Linked DNA regions of Mus musculus: regions 1, 3 and 4 are each linked to region 2. Evidence: chromatin contacts called from public promoter capture Hi-C data. All regions are on one chromosome and are shown on one strand. Each heading gives the region's core, a stretch centred on a gene start, on an enhancer-like site or on the middle of the called end of the contact. The rest is flanking DNA. Distances are from core to core; before and after follow the strand shown.

Region 1 (3,507 bases), core at 304-2,803, 760 kb after region 2:
TTACTTCACACACCCTGTTCTCAATCATGACCAGTAACTTTTTCAGTTATACCATCATTCAAGTCCATACCTTTTATGTAAAGTTAGTGTTCTATCTGGTAGGCGAAGGGGAAACAGAAATTAAACCTGGCACAGAGATGTACTGAAGCTAGTAAAGCGCATATGCCCCAGTACCAAAAGTGTCAGTTCAGCAATTTATAAAACGCACTGTCGGTCTGCTCCTTCTGGTCCCAAGTAACTGAGGGTTATAAATGCGTCAATAAATAGAACCACACATAAGAAGCGCCTCAGTTCTGTACATTTTGGAGTGCTAACAGACATCACAGCAGGATTGTGGGTAGAGCAAACATCTTTTTTAAAAAAAAGGTGTGTGTGGACAACTTGGTGACGTCTGTCCTTACCGACCCCTTTCATGTGGGTCCTGGGGATCAAACTCAAATCATCAGCCTTGTCCAACAAGCACACTTAACCAACGAGTCATCTTGCCAGCCCAAGTGAAAACTTCCTTTTTAGCTGTGCTGAGTAGAGGTTAGGTGCAGCCTTCCCTGAAACCTAGTAAGTTCTACTATTAGAAGTCTGGTTTTTAGTGTGTATCTGGCAAGGTAATGCACACATCGAAAATGAACACAGAACAGTACTGATATTCTTTTGTTTGATTTGTACATTACTATTGTTAATATCATTTCTTTGGTCACAGCTTTAAAAAAGAATGTTACAATTCCCCTTTCTATAATACATACATGCATGTGCAAGCACAGACAAACACAAATTCAACTATAAAATGGTACACTCTACTCCAATTTCTAAAAGAGTATTAAAACGCTGTGGACCTAGACCACGCTGTCCTTGTATTTCCAGGCTACCTCACACTGTCTATCACATAGGGATGGCAGTGTAAGCGCACAGATGTACAGAAGCTTGTGCCTGCTTGGTGAGAATAACTAAAAACGGGTAAGCTAGTGCTAAGCCACAAAGTAGAGCTCATTTCATTCAGTCAGTCTTCGGAGAATTTTGAATGTCTCTCTCATTCTAGACACTGATCGAGGCATAGGAGTTTTTGGAATACAAAAGACATTCTTCTAACAAGAAATGTATGAAGATTTATGAAAATAAGTCTTAAAAACTCAAAAAGATTTTCAAAGTGTTCATCGAGCTTTGATTTTTAACAGTATAATATTATATGACTCTTTTTATTTGAAAAAAAAAATGCCAGGAACAAAAAAGATGGAGGCTAAGCTGCCTTTTGAACTTCATATACACTATTAAGGTTAAATCAAGGTCACAAGAAACACACATGGTTTAGGTAAAAGAAGCAAGAACATTAAAAATTACTCTGAAAGATGTGTTAGATTTTAAGACTAGATCAGCAATTTTCCTGGGATTATAAACTCTGTTCAAACATACCACTTAATCTTTGTTTCAGGTTCCTGTTCTATAAAAGAGGGTCCATTTTCCTGAGGGGGGGAGGGGGAGTGGTTGAGGGCAAAGGAGGATGCAGTGTGGTTTAACGGTTTCCTGACTTTAAAGTCCTCTCAAAGCACAGTGTTTTCATTGCAGACATGTGATGGAGAGTCGGTAGCACAGGACTGTTGCTAGGGCAGCTCACCACAGTTCTATTCACTCTCATGCAGCTCCTTGGCTGATGCATGGTGAAGGAAGCCAGAGCCAGTATCTCTTCCTTATCTCCCAAGCATCCCAGTCCTGAGGATGTGTGGCAGGTCCACACACTAGTGATGAGCTTGGTTAGACAACCACATTCTGCCATGGCACTGAGCTTGGTTAGACAACTAGGTTCTGCCATGGCACTCCCCTTTTGTTTCTTAAATGATCTCAAACTTATTGGCCTTGGGACTTAACTCTAAAGTCTGGCATGTCTGGCTTAAAAGCAGTGCTTCCAAACACAGATTAAAGCACAATTAGATAAAGACTAAAACCTAAAAGAAGCAATTTTTAAATGTGGTATATTTACTCATTACCCTTTCTTAAGTCTTTTTCTACCTTCACTCAGATTAGAGCAAAGTCTTGGCTTCCAGAAGCATTTTCTCTGAAGAGTCATAGGCTTGTGGAAAGACTGTGTTTTCCACTTCTCGAGTTGAACAACTCACACTGGACTCACAAAACAGCTAAGGCCTGTCACCATCTGGCAGCTGTATGATGGCCTGTGTAAAATGAACTGCTAGTCACAGTTGAGCTCCCGTTTGACAGATGTCCACTTCACAAAGAGAGTAACACACTCAGCAGCCTGGTTGGCGAGGAGTGGGGACTGGGCCTGGAAATGGCACTTACTTTTCTCTGCCTAACTGGGTTGCTTAGTAAAAGACCAAGTGACACTGCAGTAGGACAGAGGGCACGCAGCAGGTAATGTGGCAAGAGCTCCCAGTCAAAGTTTACCTTCTCCCAGGAACCCTGTGCTGCTGTTTGTTTGTTTATTACTTGTTTTAATCAGGCTGTGTGAATTGAGCTACACATGGTTGCCCTCTAAGGCCACTGTTAAAACACATCAGCTTCCCTCAGGATCGATGGAGATTGTAACTGCCCACAAACCTCTCCTCCCCTTTCATTACAGTATGGGGGAAATGTTTTGGAAACAGCAGGAGCTAAAAGATCTCCTTATCCTGTCCTGGGTTAATCAGTATCATCACCAAAGTGAACAAGTTACTTAAGGAGTCGGAAAGAGAAAGGACAAAATGGCCCTTCACTATAAAATGTAATTCCTTATTGAGTATTTTACAAAAGACTTTAAAATATATACAAATAAACAAACCCCCCAAAGTCCAGTTTTGTTTTGTCCCACTGAAGCATGTTGCTCAGTGTCAACACTGAAGCTGGATGCTCCCTGTCTCTATTAGGAGCAGGGAGAAGGACAATGTGCCTGGAGGGCAGCAGTGGTGTGCACAATGTAGTTGTTCTTTCACTGGTTACTCTCAATGCAGTCAAGCATGTGGGTTATATTTTCTTTTAAATAAACCCATATTCTGTTGCTAAACATTCTCACAGACATAAAGAAAACAAATACCAAACTAAGCTGATTTAAAGAAGAACCTTCAAAAGTCCTGTGGAAAGTGAGAATGATTAGCCATATTCACTTTCTTATGCAGCCATGCTCATGTACACGTGTGTGTGTGTGTGTGTGTGTGTGAAATATGGCAACAGGACCAATTCCGAATTACTAGCATTTATCATAATATTTTCCTAGTAAACACAATTTAAATCTTTCTGGAAGGGATACATGTATTAGATAATATATGTTTTAGAGAAATGTATCTATCAAAACTGTTAACACATTTACTTCCTTTTCAGTGTTGTGGTTCCTGTAAGAATTTTCTTCCCCCAAAACGAGGTCTCTGAAAACAGTGTTGGTTCTGGGTAGGGAGAAGGGGCTAAGAAACAAACTAGCCTCTCAGTGAGATGACTTCTCATTACTGACATAGTTCTTAGAGATTCCTGCCACCCAAGTCAGTGAACCTCCTCTACTGCAGAGAACACAGATGTAAAACCAACTGCTGT
Region 2 (3,637 bases), core at 580-3,079:
TTGCTGTGTGCTAGGATGGCCTCTAATTTGTAGCAATCCTCTTGTGCTGAATTACAGATGTGAACCACCACACCACCAGATCTGGAGCAGGGTAAGACAGACAAAATAAGAAAAGGAGACCTGCGACTTGGAAGTGGTCCTCAGTTGTGTGTTATAGAAAAAGCTTCTCGGGCTGTAGAGATGGCTCAGTGGTTAAGAGCACTGACTGCTCTTCCAGAGGTCCTGAGTTCAAATCCCAGCAACCACATGGTGGCTCACAACCATCCGTAATGAGATCTGACACCCTCTTCTGGTGCATCTGAAGACAGCTACAGTGTACTTAGGTATAATAATAAATAAATATTAAAAAATAAAAAAAGCCGGGCGTGGTGGCGCACGCCTTTAATCCCAGTACTCCGGAGGCAGAGGCAGGCGGATTTCTGAGTTTGAGGCCAGCCTGGTCTACAAAGTGAGTTCCAGGATAGCCAGGGCTACACAGAGAAACTCTGTCTCGAAAAACAAAAAACAAAAAGCTTCTCATAATTACTTATCAATGGCATAGAGTGGCAGCATTCACCTCTCCCTCCTTCGGTGCCCTTTACGTGATTGACCTATTGGTTGTTTTGAACAAGAAAAAATTAACCCAGGAGGTGCACAATTTGAAAGAGAATTTACTTGCTAATAATGAAGTGGGCAGGGAGAAAGCAAATGGGCAAAGGCTGAATAAAAAGGGGGCAAAGACATCTCAAGCACTAAGGTTGGTAGCAGATCATTGTACGGGCTTGAACACTGATGAATCCAGACTTGTTTTGCACCTTTGTTCCTTTGGCTATGGGCCAACCAGAGCAGAACCATATGTACATCTAAGCAGACCACAATCTGAACACGAATCGGAGGTCAGAAGCACATTATATCCACTTGGGAAAACAGGTTGAGCAGCTGATAATGCACTTCACAGTCAATTTGGTTCAAGTTCGTAACCCCATCCCTTTAAAAACGGGGCGATTTCATTCCACTGTGAAAGTTATAATACTTACAATAGAGGGCTTTCTATATTTTCCAAATGGGAAAAGCCTTGATTGCTCTCTATTTTAGCTGTTTTTCATGTCCAACACCTTAAACCGGTTCTGGAAATTCCCCCACCAGTCTACTCTACCTCTACCTTCCTCAACAGCCATGTTCTTTAGCTTTTCGATTTTTTAAACCTTCAACCTTTCGGTATTAGTCCAATCAAAGTTTGCCTTCTTGAACCCGTTCCTCACGTTCGCATCAGGCAACCTTCGGAGAACTAAGTTACCAACCTTGACCTCGACAGCGCCCCGTAATTCTACTATCCCACCACTCTTCTATGCCTCCTTAGAGTTCCGCCCCGTCTCATTCTCGCTCCCCCCACCCCCGCCCCCAGCCGTGAATCGCTTGCGCCTGCGCATCTCCAATTCAGGCGCTTTCCCTTTCCTGACGACCAATCCACTTCCCGCCTCCGGTCCTTGGAACACTCCTCCCCTCTGCTGGGGCCCTGATTGGAGGTGCTGGAAGCGGTTGTCCTATTCATTGCCTGTACATAAAAATTTACAGATAGGAGAATTTCAACGAATATCTGAAGGAGAAGCACATCCTCGAGATTAGGTATAGATTGATCACTTCTTAACCCAGACGAGGGATTGAACACATAGCGAGGGACCGGAGACGAAGGTCCATTTGGACTAGGCAGTCGTGCGGGCAGCCTTTTCCTTTTCCCTCTGCGCTCCGCCCCGCCCCCCTAGCAGCCCGGCCGCGTTGGTGAGTGGCGGGCGGGCGGGCCGACGGGCGGAGGGAGGAGGGGAGCGGAGGGAAGGCGGGCCCTCGTCTGCGAGAGCGGCGGGGGGAGGGGAGGGGAGCCCGAGCGCTGGAGTTGGTGCTGGGAAACCCGGGGCTAATGTTGACAACAGGCACTAGGTGAGTTCCGGGGATCCTCCTTCCCCCTCCACTCCGACGATAGGGACGAGCTGGTGCGGAGGGCTACCGGTCCGGACTCCTGCTCCCCGAGGGACCCGAGAGGCGACTCCGCACTCCAGCTCTCCGGGGGCGGCGAGCAGTGGAGGGACGAGCGGATCGGACGTCGTCCTCCTCAGACCCCTCTCCCGGAGGCTCCGGTCAATGTGGGGGGGATGTCTCGGCCCGGCCGAGGCCGGCGTGAGGGGCGATAGAAGAGGTGTCTGCCCCGCATGCCTGGGCCCAGCGTCGGGGCTGGAGGCGGAGGAGCCTGCCGTGGAGGGGGAAGGTGTTCGGGGGCGTGGAAGAGTGCGAGGAGAGGCTTGGGGCGAGCTCGGCGGTCCGGAGGGAAGCGTGGACGAGGGAGCGGGGAAGATGTGGAGTAGGCAGTCGAGCTGGAGAGGCTGCAGTCTGAGGGAGTGTGGGATGAGAAGTTAGGCTTGGGGCTTAGATGTCCCCACGGAATAGGAGTTGTGGACGGGAAGTGTGTCAATGGTGGGACCCTGAGACCCAGCGGGGGTTTGTGGGAGATTTGTGGGTGATGCGTGTGCAGGGGAAGAGGCTTGGAGCGGACCTGCGGATGGGGGGCAACGGGGCTGTTCGGGTTTACTTCCTTTTAATCAGGTAGGATGGTTGACTGTTCGACTCGAACTCAAGGCTTTCATTACTTCCCTTACAAGCAAGTACTGTTGAACTAAAGAGAAGCCTAGCAGAGGCTGCTTACAGGTTTGGGGGTACGCATGGAAGCGAATAGCCTTGCTCTTAGAAAACCTTAAATGTACCGATTGACACATTAGATGAAAATAAGACTGTTACTGACCCTTCTCATTTGTCATAGTTTTTAGGGGTTCATAAAAGTCGTACAGATCGTCAGGAAAGCCACTTTTGAGCTGTGGTGAAATCTCTGAAAAAATTTGAATAAGTCTCGTACATATATAAGGATTTTGTAAAAGAATAAACTCAGAAACCGGAAGATATCTCTGTGCTGTTCTACCTTTAGAACATTTTGAGTTCAAAACACAGACTTGAAAGGTAAACCAGCATTCTCTTACTCTGTAGTGTTTTCAGAGCAGTCTGATTGTGATTTCATACATAGACCATATGGTACTTAGCAAACTTATAGCTGTATTAGGGGACACCTCCGTTCTCTGTCCTCTCTCCAGGACACTGCATTAGAGTCTGTCTTACTAGTAAAACAGTTTTTACTTTCTTTTGGAAGTTTAGAATGTACTTAGAAAGGCAACTAAAATAATACAGACCAAGTGCCGGGAGCGGTATTTTGGGAGCTAGAAAGGTGGTTTTCAATCATACTTTCCTTTTAAGGGCTGTCTGAGTACTTAGCAGAGTAGTTTGTAAAAGTTGATTCTATTTCAATTTCAAGACCACTAATTTTTATATTCACTTCTTTAATATAATATTACATGGGAAATTTGGAGACACTCTAGGTGAATTATTTAGCTGTTATTAAATAAGAATCTAGTGCTTTTATTAGATTTAATTTATTGAATTTAAATTGACAGATTACAAGTGTATTGTCATTGGATTTGTGTTTCTTTTCTCTTCTCTTCTCTTCTCTTCTCTTCTCTTCTCTTCTCTTCTTTCTTTCTTTGTTTTTTGAGACAGGGTTTCTCTGTCTAGCCCTGGCTGTCCTGGAACTCACTCTGTAGACCAGGCTGGCCTCGAACTC
Region 3 (3,207 bases), core at 279-2,778, 660 kb before region 2:
CATTGGACCTGGCAACCCATCCTTCCAGCTCATGATCACTTCCTTCCAATTGCTTAATGGGCAGGTGATGGGAAACATCTAGGTAATCATCTCACCTCTCAACCCAGACTTTCCCTTAAACATCAAGACCTGGAGACATAGCTCAGATATACAGGGGTTGCTTAACGCGTGCAAGACCCTACGCTCCATCCACACCACTACCAATCAATCAATCAACAAATAAATAACTCCAAATGTGTTTGTGTGTGATGAGACAGAGAGAAAGAGAGAGAAAGAGAGAGAGAGAGAGAGAGAGAGAGAGAGAGAGAGAGAGAGAGAGAGAGAGAGAGAGAGAGAGAGAGATGTTCAAATGCAATATCCTACTCATGATAGGAAACAGACAACCCACATCCAAAGGTGATTAATTCTCTTTATTGGAGGAAAACAAGAAGTCACCAATCTCATTATCATTATGATAGAAATCGATATGTATACATGATTGTCAAGGCAGAGAATCATTTGCTACATAGACCCATGAACAATTTTGCAGTGCCGCAAACTTATGGGGGTTAAACTTCTTGCAGAGTTTACTACATGCATGGGATAAATGCACAGTTTCCCTTCTTTTACTTTTTTTTTTTTTACTTTATTTTTTTATTTTTTGGATAAGCATGTTTTTAATAATAATTTAAAAAAAACCCAAAAAACCAAAAACCAAAACCAAACCAATCGCAAGCCTGGTAATAATGAGTGGGCCAATCCTGGACTTGATGGAAACTGTTGGGAAAACATGCCCATCATTGGGAGAGAGCTGAATGGAGACAAATTATATCATGTATAAATAGCTACAGAAGCCAATTTAGACATTATTCCAATATTCTGGGCAGAATATACCTTTGGTGTCTTCTCACCCAAATGTGGGCTAAGATAAATGTTCTCTGAAACATGCAGCCCTGCTGCTGTAACACTGGACAGAGCCTTACGTTGCCCTGAAATGGCCAAGTGCCTGTCAAGAAGAGCTGCAGCTCCTGTAGTGTGGGACAAACATCCGAGATGATGTTCTAGTCCCTTCCTCACCACCACCCCCTCTTTTGTAGCCTCACTGCCAGCTCTGCCCCAGGGTGTTGTCTTCTAAAGTGCAGGGTTATTCAGGAGGGCCTCAGAATCATTGTCTATCCAAACTAAGATTTTTTTCCTATTGAGAAACAAGTTAACTAGTGTTTGGAACTTTTGAGTGATGTCTTTGACTAAAGCCTCAAAGATGTCTCTCATTTTCTGTTTTTCCCATCCATAAGGAAAATAAAATCACCTATAAGCAACACAGTTTGGTAAAACATCAGAGGACATAGTAATTATATGACAAATCCCCCCAGAGACAAAAAAGGTTAAGAATGGTCATGGAGACTGCGGAAGCAGCTTTAGTACAGGGGGCAGGATGTCAATGCAATAGTTCGTCCCTTTGGCTTAGAAAAATACAGACACAGAGAAGCCATTGCACAGTTTGCTTTGTCCACAAAACCAGACTTGGCAGCCACATGCTGAACTGAATATTTGGCTTCCAAATGCACAGCCTTTGGGTTTGCAGAAGTAGAACCCATAAAGCCACAAGCTGAGCTGCTCCCACTGGAGTTCACAGGGAAGTCTGCGCAGGGCGAAGGCCTCCCTGATGATTATGAAGATTCTGCTGGGAGAAGGCAGGCCAGGCTGTGGCCAGCATGCAGGGCTGTCTTCACAGTGGGGCTAGGTTCCTGTGCACACACCAGAGCTGCAGACAGACGTTCATGCATTGAGACCACCAAGAAGGGACCTGGTAGATGGGATGTGGCTTTTCCTCTTCTTCCTTGTCTTTTAGACTTGCCTACCTCCCAGAGTTGAAGATTTCAAACTAACTCTTCCGCACAGAAATGTTTGTGGAGTTTCCAGGAAGGAAGTTTGCCTTTCAAAATCTACTTTCCCAGCTTAGCTTGAAAAACAAAATTAAAAAAACCCCAACCAACCAAGCAAATCACTTCAAAACGTTCAATTCTGAAAACCAAAGGATTGGAATACCTTTTCTGCCTGCAGCCCCACCCTAGGACCAGGAAACCCCCTACAGAGCAGTGGAGTACATACAGATATATACATTGGTTTTTAATTTTGGAAACAAACTGAACAGTGTTTGGTCTGGAATGTGGTTAAGGGAAAGGGAAGTTGTCAGAGTGTGAGAAGGGATGGGCACTGGTTTTGGAGGACATGCAAGGGGGGCCCCACATCTCACTTGCTGGAAGTAAGTGGTTATGCAACCCTGGGGAAAGTGATTTCTGGTTATAAGACATGGAAGGGGCTGTCCTTCACCTATCTTCACTTTCATTCCTCATGGCCCAGAAAAACCCAGCACAGCATTTTCACAAACCCTTCAAGGCAGAGAGGTTCTGCCCCTAAGCTTCCTGCCTGCAGCCTGGAGTGTTGGCACCTGTTTGGTCTCCTCAGTGTGAAAAGTCAGCTTTGGTCACAGTTCTGAGTAGCCTAAAGCTCTAAAATCCATAGTCATTTCCACTGGGTGGGCTTTTCCTGCTCTTTTTTATTTTGTTTTGTTTTTTTGTTTTTTGAGGCAGGGTCCTGTTCTTTAGACATGTTTAAACATGCTAAAAATCATCAAACCCAGGAACTCTGACCATATCAAGTTTTGCATCCTATAGGAGGGGGGTCAAAACTCTTGAGAGGACCAATTGGTTTCATCTCCTGTGTCCATGTTGTACTTGGCCTGTGGTGTAAAGGCCAATTCTCTCTGCCATCGACAAGCTATCCAGTACTGAAGTATAGAAACAAAAAGCATAAATAGGTAAATAGAGTCTGGGATTCACTGAGCCAACTCCTGTGTTTCCAGATACCACACTTAGGGATACCTAAAGAGAGGTAGTGTCTCTAGACTACCAGTTGGTGTGCAAGTGGAGGTGGCTATTTTTTTTTTTTAAAAGGAGGAATCTTCATTGATATCTGTCACAATCAAAGTGGTACGGCTGGAGACTCAAGGTAGTGTTGAGAAGTGACCCAGAATCAAGGTGGAGGGCAGGAATCCATACCTTCTGGTTTGTCGAAATACCTTCTCCATAGTCCTTTTCTTTCACACAGAAATATGAATGTCAGCTGATCTTTTGGCGTCAGAGCCTCTTTTGGGTTAGAGGCAGTGGGAAGGGGTAAAACCTTGCTGGGGCTTGTTACAAAGGCTACCTACAACACTGGGATTGT
Region 4 (3,365 bases), core at 2-2,501, 790 kb before region 2:
TGGGGGAAGGAAAAAAAAGGAAAAATTAGATTTGGCACCAGGGAGTTGGTTTAGTCAGGAGCTTAGGAAAGTACTGACTGTGGAAGGAGGGGGAGACAGGAGGATCCCTGAACTTCACTGGCCAGCCAAATTAGACAAACCAGTGAGTTTCAGGTTGAGAGAGAGAGAGAGAGAGAGAGAGAGAGAGAGAGAGAGAGAGAGAGAGAGAGAGAGAGACTCTCTCTAATAAAGCAAAACTGAAGAACAACTAGGGATTAGATCAGACATTGATCCCTACTGTCTGCACACACCTGTGTACACTTGTAAGCACACCTATACACACACACATATACCAAACTAGAAAAAAATAGATTTTGTTTCTTATAGCACAGCAAGTGGGATAGAGATGCAGGAAACTCCCACATACCTGCTGCCTTCACATATGTGCAGCCTCCCTGACTGTCAACACCCCCAGCAGGGTGGGACATGGCTTTAAGGATCTGTCAGCCTACAGTTATAGATACTGTTATCACACGGGCCCCATGGCTTTCATTAGGGTCCATGTTTGGTGTTACATTTGTGTGTGGGCAAATACAGAATAGCTTGTATCTGCCATTAGTGTGTCTTTCAGAACAGTCCGTCTACTCCAAGCATCTTCTGTCTTCCACTGGTTCAGGATTCATCCCCTCTTCTCTGGTCTTCTTTTCAGCAAGGGTTGAATTATTTGTATACAGACAGCACTATGTACGGCCCATGTGTCTGTTTTTATCTGTTTGTGTGGTGATGCTATGGATGAAAGCAGCCCAGGGACCAGATGAAGAGAGCACACCCCACAAGATGTTGGCCCTTGTGACTGTGGAGTTTTGGTTTGATAAGTCTCCTCTTAGGGCAGAGTGTGTCTTAGAATTCTGGACCATCCCATTCCCCATATCAGCACCTCCTTTGCTAGCCCACTCCCTCCTCTGACTCCAGTGCTCTTTGTAAAAGATTTTATTATATTTAGTGTGTGTGTGTGTGTGTGTGTGTGTGTGTGTGTGTGTGTGTGTACATGCATGTGCACATGTGCAAGCCACAGCATGTATCTGGAAATTAGGACAATTTGTATGACTCAGTTTTTTTCTCCCACCGTGTGGGTTCTGAATCAAAGTCAGGTCCTTTACCTGCAGAGCCATCTTGCCAGGCCTGACCCCTGTGGCTTGTTTCCCATGTGCTCAGTAAATGCTCTGTGAATGTGTGAGTGAATACTGAATCCTGCCGAGCTGTTCTTATGGTTATCTGCCCACAGGCAGGCTTTGCCTGTGTCTGCTGCTACCCCCACCCACTCCCTGTCCGGCTGCTCCAAGGCCAGCACTGCAGAAGCCAGATTCCCTGAGGCTCGGAGGTCGCTTCCTGGCTTTATCTGGGCTGTTGTTCTGTGCTCCAGCTGCTAGCAGGACAAACTGACATTGTCCATGTAGCTGGTTCTGATACAAGGACTCACAGAAGTCAGAGGCAAAACACACAAATGTAACTAACTATGCTGGGGTTAGCCATTCCTGTTCTGAAGAGAGTGTGATGCACGGTGGAAGACACCTTTGGGGCCTGAGCTGTGACCTGGTTCTTAGCCTGGCTAGCTCCAACCCATTGAAGCTAGACCTCACTCCTATAGATTGGGAGTGGGCTAACTTGTTCTTGGTAACGTAGCTGAGAGGGATGGTAAAGCGGGATGCATTGAGCCCTTCTGGTAAGAACGACTAGTTAACTGCATACCGTATATGTTCCTGTGGCAAGCTTCTGTGGTAATATGTGAGAAGCGCTGGTAAGATGAGAAAAACGGCTGGCGGGACTTTGTCCACTTGATTTCTGGCTAGCAGACACTAGGCTAGTGAGAGTCAGTTCTGCAAGCTTTGCCCATCTGTGGGAGGGGGAGTTTGCAAGTTCTGAGACCGTAGGAAGATTGTCTTCTTGTTGATCCATTTTCCTCTCCTCTAGTTGGAAAATCAGCGGGCTGGACTGGGCTGGTGGATTTCTTTCCACTTTTGAAAATCCCCTTTCCTAGACTTCTGAATCGCATAAGGCTAATTTAATGTCTGCCAGGTAGAGGTAGGGCTGCCTAGCACTCCAGAATATACCTGCCCAGGCAGAGTCTGGGCTGGTGAGGGCAGGGGGGTGGGAACCTGGAGATGAAACTTGGGTTTGTTTTCATGGGAGACTAGGGTGTGGGCCTCCCCTTTCTTTTGGGGAGGGTGATGCATGGGGTGCCATGCATGGTAAGGGCACCTTCCTTAACTCTTCTGAGATGGAAAGAGGTTGAGAAAACCCCGGAGGGGAGGGTGTTTACTGGAAAGACTGGCCTTCGCTTGGATCAGGGGCTTGAGGAGAAGGGATGATCTAAGCCCATAACCCTAATTTAAACTTAGGAAAGGGACTGCCTAGAGGGACACACACACACACACACACACACACACACACACACACACACAGAGAGAGAGAGAGAGAGAGAGAGAGAGAGAGAGAGAGAGGGAGAGGGAGAGGGAGAGAGGGAGAGGGAGAGGGAGAGGGAGAGGGAGAGGGAGAGGGAGAGGGAGAGGGAGAGAGAGAGAGAGAGAGAGAGAGAGAGAGAGAGAGAGAGAGAGAGACAGACGAAAGAAGAGGCCACAGGGAGTTCTTGGCTGTAGTAAGAGTTTCCAAAGAGCCTCAACTTTTTCCAGCTTTGCAACTAAGTTAATAATATTCCTTGAGGTCACTTAAGACTGAACTTCTCAAGTTTAAATCTAACCCGCCTTTAAGAAAACAGTGTATCGAACTTACTGTGCAGGGGATTTCTCATGTGGTTAGCTTTTACAACCTACGTTAAGTGCATAGCTTAAATCAGAAGTTATGTACTCTTTCTTGCCCTTACCCAGAACAGTGTATGTGTGTGTTGTAGTATTTACTGAGAACTGTCGACAGGTCAGCAAAGATCCCATACATGGGGGATGCAGCATGTGGATGCAGGTTGATGGGATGTGGTTTTGTTTGCTGTTCTAGGTGCGCAAAGTAACTTCTTTCCTCATAAAACTCTTGAAGATTTCTGAAAGAACTCCTTACTTCTTTCCCATCCTAAGTTTTCTCCGTTGTTCATGAAAAACAGAGTAAATACTTTTACTAGGTACAGGTGCACGCGTGTGCGTGCATGCATGTGTGTACACACACACACACACACACACACACACACACACACACACACACACACACAGGACAGAACAGACGCCCAGCACAAGACATGGGTAGTAGGGACAGACGGATCAGACAGGTACAAGAGATAGATAGAGATAGGCCAGTAACCACAACCTACAGAGAGACAAAAGCCACAGGGAGAAAAATGAAGAATTTAAATTTGGGTTTGCTTTTGGTCAAACTAATCC

The links. Promoter capture Hi-C pulls out the DNA fragments that hold promoters and counts their contacts.
Region 1: a promoter capture Hi-C map of pre-B cells shows a contact between it and region 2, with 2.7 times the contacts expected there. The contact joins the enhancer-like site here to the promoter of Upf2 in region 2. A contact is called at or near these places in 2 of 39 promoter capture datasets (the C10 cell line and pre-B cells) and 1 of 484 Hi-C or Micro-C datasets (CD4 T cells).
Region 3: a promoter capture Hi-C map of 3T3-L1-derived adipocytes shows a contact between it and region 2, with 4 times the contacts expected there. The contact joins the enhancer-like site here to the promoter of Upf2 in region 2. A contact is called at or near these places in 7 of 39 promoter capture datasets (the 3T3-L1 cell line, 3T3-L1-derived adipocytes, embryonic stem cells and 3 more) and 1 of 9 other capture datasets (adipose tissue).
Region 4: a promoter capture Hi-C map of embryonic stem cells shows a contact between it and region 2, with 3 times the contacts expected there. The contact joins the enhancer-like site here to the promoter of Upf2 in region 2. A contact is called at or near these places in 3 of 39 promoter capture datasets (3T3-L1-derived adipocytes, cranial neural crest and embryonic stem cells) and 2 of 115 datasets of contacts at active chromatin or transcription factors (embryonic stem cells and large pre-B cells).

Annotation. Positions count from the first base shown.
Region 1 is chr2:6,705,943-6,709,449 of GRCm38.p6, forward strand. All of the region lies in intron 2 of Celf2 (CUGBP, Elav-like family member 2), which reads right to left. Among named protein-coding and RNA genes, the nearest start is that of Celf2, 180 kb to the right of the region's middle. Within about 2 kb of position 1,554, at least 128 of the 459 cell types and tissues checked have an H3K27ac peak or open chromatin away from gene starts, as enhancers often do. A contact at or near this core is called in pre-B cells, where this site is marked.
Region 2 is chr2:5,949,640-5,953,276 of GRCm38.p6, forward strand. Upf2 (UPF2 regulator of nonsense transcripts homolog (yeast)) reads left to right here and starts at 1,830. Exons shown (of 22, transcript NM_001081132.1): 1 at 1,830-1,914.
Region 3 is chr2:5,293,068-5,296,274 of GRCm38.p6, forward strand. It overlaps Camk1d (calcium/calmodulin-dependent protein kinase ID), which reads right to left. Exons shown (of 11, transcript NM_177343.4): 11 at 390-3,207. Among named protein-coding and RNA genes, the nearest start is that of Gm36906, 20 kb to the right of the region's middle. Within about 2 kb of position 1,529, at least 12 of the 459 cell types and tissues checked have an H3K27ac peak or open chromatin away from gene starts, as enhancers often do. A contact at or near this core is called in 3T3-L1-derived adipocytes and adipose tissue, where this site is marked.
Region 4 is chr2:5,161,665-5,165,029 of GRCm38.p6, forward strand. The region is part of intron 2 of Ccdc3 (coiled-coil domain containing 3); the gene reads left to right. Among named protein-coding and RNA genes, the nearest start is that of Ccdc3, 26 kb to the left of the region's middle. Within about 2 kb of position 1,252, at least 16 of the 459 cell types and tissues checked have an H3K27ac peak or open chromatin away from gene starts, as enhancers often do. A contact at or near this core is called in embryonic stem cells, where this site is marked.